2 separate regions of the Mus musculus genome follow, and region 2 is linked to region 1. Evidence: chromatin contacts called from public Hi-C data. All regions are on one chromosome and are shown on one strand. Each heading gives the region's core, a stretch centred on a gene start, on an enhancer-like site or on the middle of the called end of the contact. The rest is flanking DNA. Distances are from core to core; before and after follow the strand shown.

Region 1 (3,155 bases), core at 432-2,931:
AATATTCAACTAACATGGGTAAGTATCCTGTGATCGATTTATGAAGAATCCAAAGTTCTCAAGACACTCACAGTCTGCTGATGGACTTTCCCAACAGAAGTCCTCTTGGCTTGTATCTAACATGCTAAAAGAAATCTGAGGCTCCTTGAATTCTGGGCTATCGAGCCTACCTGGGACAAGTGTTTCATAAAGGCACTTACGTTTTTATAATGTGTGATGCTTTTGTAGATGTCTGTGCTGGGGACACTTCCAAGGCCATTCCATGAAGGGCTGTAAGAAGAAAAATGAACACTGGAATTTTATCTTTTAATTTATTTTATTTTATTTTTTACAACAGTTAAAAAGTTAAAAAGAAATCACTGCTATGAGAGAGAGCATCGTTCTGGTGTTTTGGACTCTGCCTTTATTGCCGATGACATTTTCTTGTATCTAACTCTGAAATGAACAGCTGGTGTTTGCGTGGGACTGAAGAAAGAACTAACTGTGAGTCTCTTCTGATGGCTGGGAGACATAATGAGCAGTTTGGAGTTCATAACAATTTATAGCAGAGGCGTCAAGCTTTCTCACATGGCAAAGCTGGAAGCCCGGCCGTAACTCTGAATAGCCAGCACTATTATCCCTGTTTTATTAGTTCATAAAATAATGTCCAGAGGAGCTAGAGGAGCCACTGGGTGAAGGACGCATAGCATGTCTTTCACACGTGGGGCTTTGGTTCTTCCACTCCTTGTGATTTATGGCAACCTGCTAATGGATACGGTGTCTGCAAATGATCAGATTAGTCTCTGCTTTTAAAAGCAGCAGCCTTCCTGAAGCAACCCTTGCCTGTTGACCAGATCACCCGTTTCCTGTTCCTGGTGCCATCAGATAAAGTCCTTGTCTCTCCAACTGTGACTAGTGGCATATGCTGAATGCAGCCCCTGGAGAAGGATTAATTGTTTGGGGGTCCTTTCAGCATTGTGCTTTCTAGATCAATGTTATAATTACTGGAAATTAAATACTATAAACGGTACTGCTTTTTGTTGGCTAGGCGCCCGGTTACCAAACCAGCAACTAAATTGTACCACCAAGCTTTCCCTTGGCACAACACTGAGCTCATTTTTAAGTTAAATCATAAGTTAGTCTTTCTCAAAGAGAAAGAAAAGAAAAGCCACCTTCCTTCTCAAACAATCTCCTAAAAGGCACACTCAACACAAGAGGCAATGTCCCCTACAGACAGTTTCTTCATTGTTTCCTTGTAGCAAACTGGGCCCTCTGGAAGTTAATGAACCCTTTCAGGACCCTGTGCTAAGGGAGCCAGTCACAGCCTTTCAAGTAGAAACCAGCATGCTAACAGAGGGCGGGTGGGCCGAGAGCTGGTTGGTGGCAAGGGAGAGGTGAGCCCATGCTAAGCTGAAGATATCTATGTTGATGTTTCCCAGGTTTCTTCTTCCATCACTGCCCAGGCAGAGAAGAGGGCAAGCATCTGAAAAGGCAAGGAAAAAACTAAAAGGGGCAGAGGCTGTGCTCCGCAAGCCCAGGAGGACACACAGCTAAAACCAAAGTCAAAACAAAACCTGTCACCAACCAGATAATCCGCCTTCAGCCTGCCTCGCCTGCCTTCATAGTCTATTTCCACCATGACTCATAGCTCTGCTGCATCCACGGAGCATACGAACTAATCTTGTTTACTTCACATAATTGGGCATTATGTGCCTTGTCTGTCGGATTGGAATGAATCCTGACTGTAATAACCATTGTAAAGGTCGCAGTCATGTAATGAGTTACTAGCTCTAAAGAGTAAAATACGTAGGAATACATTGGAGGAGCCAACTTGTTCTGTGCCCGGTTCCCAGTTTTATGACTGCTGCCCAGTGCCTCTAATTTCATCTGATTTAACCAGGATTGAAACAAAGCAAGTTCAGACTTTGGCTGATCCGTGTGTCTAGCTTTCATGTTAAGACAATCAACCAATGGAGAGCAGAGCGGAGCCTGTGAGGGAAGGGATAGATAGGGAGTGAGCTGTGTTGGGATTTAAGACTTAGTTCTGCCAATTAGTAATTAACAGCATTAAGAAAGATCTCTAAGCTTTCTGAACTTAAACTTTCTCACCTGCAGAGTCAGACTAATTGGACCTACTCAACAGTGTAAGGCAGTGTGTAACTCATACACTCAGTCAGTACATGATATTATAAAAAGAAGTTGTGTCGGATTTAATGAAAACAGGCTAGGAAACGTCAGGCTGTGCCTCCTCTACTATGCCTGAGTTCGTATCTGGTTTTTTTTTTTTTTTCAGGGGAGGGAGGTTGTTTTGTTTTTTAGTACTTACAACTGAACTCTCAGGACCACAGTCAGTAGTGCAAATAAAAGGCCAGCTAGCAAGCCGAGGTCCAGCCCCAGAATGATGGACATTATGCATGTAAACACCCAGATAACCTAGAGGGGGGAAAAATGAACAAGATCCACATTAGTTCATCAGAAAACAATCAAGTGATTGAGAATGAATCTTCCCAGAGATCTAGGACCTTCTCATAGAAACATAGACGCAGGCGTGGCCTGCTCCAAACTACTCTAAGTGTGCTCTGGAGTTACAAACATTCAGGCTAGATTTAGGGAATGGACATCGTGAGTGACAGGCACATCAAGACACGGTGCTTCATTTAAAGGGAGTTGTGTGGTAGGTGACTTACAGCATCAGTCTTATTCTGCTTCCACAGACGAGGAACGTCACACACCTGCATAAACATCCCTTTCAGGTTGGCAATGACAACGGCCGCCAAGACTGACTGTAGAGAGACAGGGAAGGCTGTGTTATCCAAGGCTATGGTTTCTGCGTGTTGATTTCCGATATCCTGCTATTACTCTTATAAAAGTCTGGTGAAGAGAAATTGGTGTACAGAAAAGCAGGGTTTTACCTTCTGCAAGGGTTCCAGAAGCCTCCCCAAGGCAACGATGGCAACCATCACAATCACAGCTGAGATGAGGCCAGCCACCTGAAAGACACTTCCATGAGGTGGGCACACCCTGCTCACCACAGGAGTGCACTCAGCCCTTCCTCATCTCTCCCTTTCCGCTCAGTATTTAGAAAAATGAGCATTATTTACTGAGCCCATGCAACATGGTAAAAAATACAGAGCAATATATATCCACTATATGCCCAGTATTGTTGAGAAATTAAA
Region 2 (3,155 bases), core at 389-2,888, 180 kb after region 1:
TTTCTTGCACAATCAATAGTGTCCATAATTCTGCTATATTAAAGTGTGAGATCTTCCTTTTAAAACGCTCACCAGTTGGTCTTCAGGCTTTTACAGTTCTATTTTTTTCTTTTCGTGGTTAGTCTATGTAGCATCGTCTTGGGATGCTGTCAGCTTGTTCCGTTCCAGCACAGCTAATCTGAGGCTTTAACTCCTTAGTGTCTTAAAATCATGTGTTACAAGAATATCTGGTAGTCTGTGGTTCAGAGGCTAGCGAGCCTCTCAGTCAGTTGCAGTCTTCAAATTGTCAGTTGTGTATACTGAATTAGGTGTGGGCCCTTGTGAAAAAGGCAAAAAATGATTAAGGACTAGGTATCCTAATAATTTTGAATTAATCACAAGTTACTTTGGTTAGAGAAATTAATCCATGTAGCATTTGTTCTCAAAATAAGCAAACTGTATTGCTGTAGGCATAGCTATAGTCATAAAATGAAGCTTCTTCAAATAAAATCTCCTTTTCAAAATAGAAATAATACTATGTTACCTGATTGAGCCGCAGAATTAGCATTGAAATATAAACATGAGAAAAACTGTAATTCTGAAATATTCCTCTTCTCTCTTAGAAGCGATTTTGAATGTTCAGAGATTATGAACAGTTAGTATTCAGTAAACATACTACCACGTCCCCCTGGGTAATAAATTTAACATTTCCCGCATGCTGGGAAATATTGCAGCTTGTTTAATTATTAGCACATAGCTTGAACTTTAACTCATTAAACCAGATTCTGTGATAAGACACTATAAATTTCTTTTGATGAATTGCTCATGTGGGTGAAATGTAAATGGTAGTAAAAAAAAATCTTAACTGCATATTAAATAATTTTCAGTAAGCATGCCTAATTATAATCTTAACATAAAACAGCCAGAGAGTCAACTAGCTTCTTATAAGAAATATGAATGTTCTTTTAGCACTTGAGAAAGGCTGTATTATTGACATTAAGAATATTTGGTATATCCGAAGAGACTTAAGAGCTGCTGTTTTTGGAGTTCATTGTAGAGAACAGAACAGAATGGTTTTTTTTAACAGTGCACCCTAAAAATTACATTAAAATACATCATGTGTTAAAAGAAACCAATTTAAAAATTACCTATTTACCAATAAGTAGAAGGAAAACAATCAAACTCTTAAAAATTTAGGCTAAAAATTCCAAAGTAATTTTATTCCACTGTGCTGTTTCAAAAGCACCTATATACTATAATAAGGAACACATCTTACCTCTGCTAAAGAGCTGACGAGTTCCTGATGTAGTTGAAGCATTTCCAGTTTTGATTGATTCATTCTGTTGATTTGAAAGTACAAGGGCTGGGGGAAAAGGGTTATAAAAATCTCTTCCAAGCGACCTTAATGGAAATGTATCTACTGTGCCATTGTTTCAGCAGCCCTGCTAATGTATAGAATATGTAGTGCTGCTTCGGCTGCAGCAGCCTCTCACTCTTCCTACTGTGGAGTCAATAAGCATCTGAAAATGCGTAATGAAAGTAATTTAGCATACTGAAGGCTTCTTGTCTCCTGAGACAGCATTCGGATCCAGGCTTTCTGAAAAGGAAGGGCACTGCTCTGGAGAGGGAAGCCTGCTCCGAGCAGCTTTTGCAGAGTGACAGCCTACCTTGTCGCTTCTCCCCACTGCAGAGAGATGCAGTGCATTCACTAATTTTGATTGGCCAGTTGTATTGGCTTAAACTGCTTCATATGTATGGCAGGGGTGTTCCCCCCCCTCCCCAATGGCTTTATATAAGGATGCTGTTTTAAAAGCCTAAGTTTTTTTAACTGGTTGTTTGTTGCTCTTAAATAGAATATGAGTAAATTAGTCTTTTAAAAATGTGTATTTGGTTCTGGCTTATTGATTCCCAATGCCAAACATTAAGAACATAGTTTTTTTCTTTTTTGTTGTGTTTCTGCTTTTGTTTCGTGTATGTGTGTGTCGAGGAGGTTACATCGTAAAAATAATATATTTTAAGTCTGGGTAACTGGACTGTTAGTAGCTGTGTCTGCTTTGGGTTGAGGTTCTTTGTTCTACAGATAGAAAGCCCTGCATCTTCACAGTGAACCAGGTTTGATTTCAACTAGTTTGTTTGTATCCAAGTCATTTCTTTGTATTTTAAATTGTAATTATTTTATGTTACTTACTGACTTCAGTGTTCATTCACTCAGATATTTCTTCATTTCATTCATTAGTTCATGTTACTGATCACATAGACTAAAGGGGATTATATCACAAAACATTTGTAGCTATTCCATTGCTTGCATAATGGTAGAGTATGTGGACATGGTAATCTTAGTCCTCACTTGTGCTGATATTTTTATGTATATGTGTGTACTGATCATTTTCTATTAATATTTTATCTCACTGGGCTATTTCTGTTTGTAACATGGGCACATTTCTTGGTGGATTGATCTTTCTTAAATATTGTATATGGTGATTACTGATGCTGCTGGCAAATATATGTGGTAAAGAAAATGTATGTATTCTCATAGGCTATAAAGCTAAACTATTTAAGATGAGTGTTAAAAGTAACAAAGGAATGATAAAAATAAAACATTAATTTAAAATTAAATTTCTATCAATTGTTAGTAATTTAAAATACATTTCTGTTCTTGTTAGTGAGGTACATATCTTTTTAGGCGGAAAAATATGTAGTAGCCAGATTATTTTTTAGATTACATTTCTGTATATATGTGTGTGCATCTGCCCTGATGCACATATCATGGTCAGAGGACACCTTGTAGGAATTGGTTCTTTCTTTCCATCACTTGGATTCTGGGGCAGGAACTCAGACATTAGACTATTTTCTTAATGTTTGGCATTGGGAATCAATGAGCCAGAACGAAATACACATTTTTAAAAGACTAATTACCCATTGAGCCAAAAAGGAACATGGTACTGATGGCTATGTTATTAGCATATTAATCATGACTTATTTCCAGTTTTAGGAATAGTGTTGAGTTTTCAAAGTGTTGTATCCTAGATTTTTAAAAATTTGTCACTAGAATTAATTTTTTTATAATTTTGAAAAGTAATATGCACTGTTTAAATCTTTTATGGCTAGTATTGAAGTTTTATTGGGGAATAGCTGATGAGTACATGGGTTTGAATTGCATTCTTTAGAAATTGAAA

The links. A called contact is a pair of places that touch in the nucleus more often than the background predicts.
Region 2: a contact with region 1 is called in a Hi-C map of the N1E-115 cell line, with 3 times the contacts expected there. The contact joins the promoter of Gpr22 here to the enhancer-like site in region 1. A contact is called at or near these places in 2 of 39 promoter capture datasets (macrophages and neural stem cells), 2 of 484 Hi-C or Micro-C datasets (the N1E-115 cell line and embryonic stem cells), 4 of 115 datasets of contacts at active chromatin or transcription factors (craniofacial prominence, embryonic stem cells, heart atrium and 1 more) and 4 of 9 other capture datasets (adipose tissue, liver, macrophages and 1 more).

The regions. Positions count from the first base shown.
Region 1 is chr12:31,532,945-31,536,099 of GRCm38.p6, forward strand. Slc26a4 (solute carrier family 26, member 4) reads right to left here. Exons shown (of 21, transcript NM_011867.4): 11 at 2,892-2,969; 12 at 2,667-2,762; 13 at 2,306-2,412; 14 at 201-270. Among named protein-coding and RNA genes, the nearest start is that of Slc26a4, 25 kb to the right of the region's middle. Within about 2 kb of position 1,682, at least 20 of the 459 cell types and tissues checked have an H3K27ac peak or open chromatin away from gene starts, as enhancers often do. A contact at or near this core is called in the N1E-115 cell line, where this site is marked.
Region 2 is chr12:31,712,245-31,715,399 of GRCm38.p6, forward strand. Gpr22 (G protein-coupled receptor 22) reads right to left here and starts at 1,639. Exons shown (of 3, transcript NM_175191.5): 1 at 1,256-1,639; 2 at 1-317. All of the region lies in intron 6 of Cog5 (component of oligomeric golgi complex 5), which reads left to right.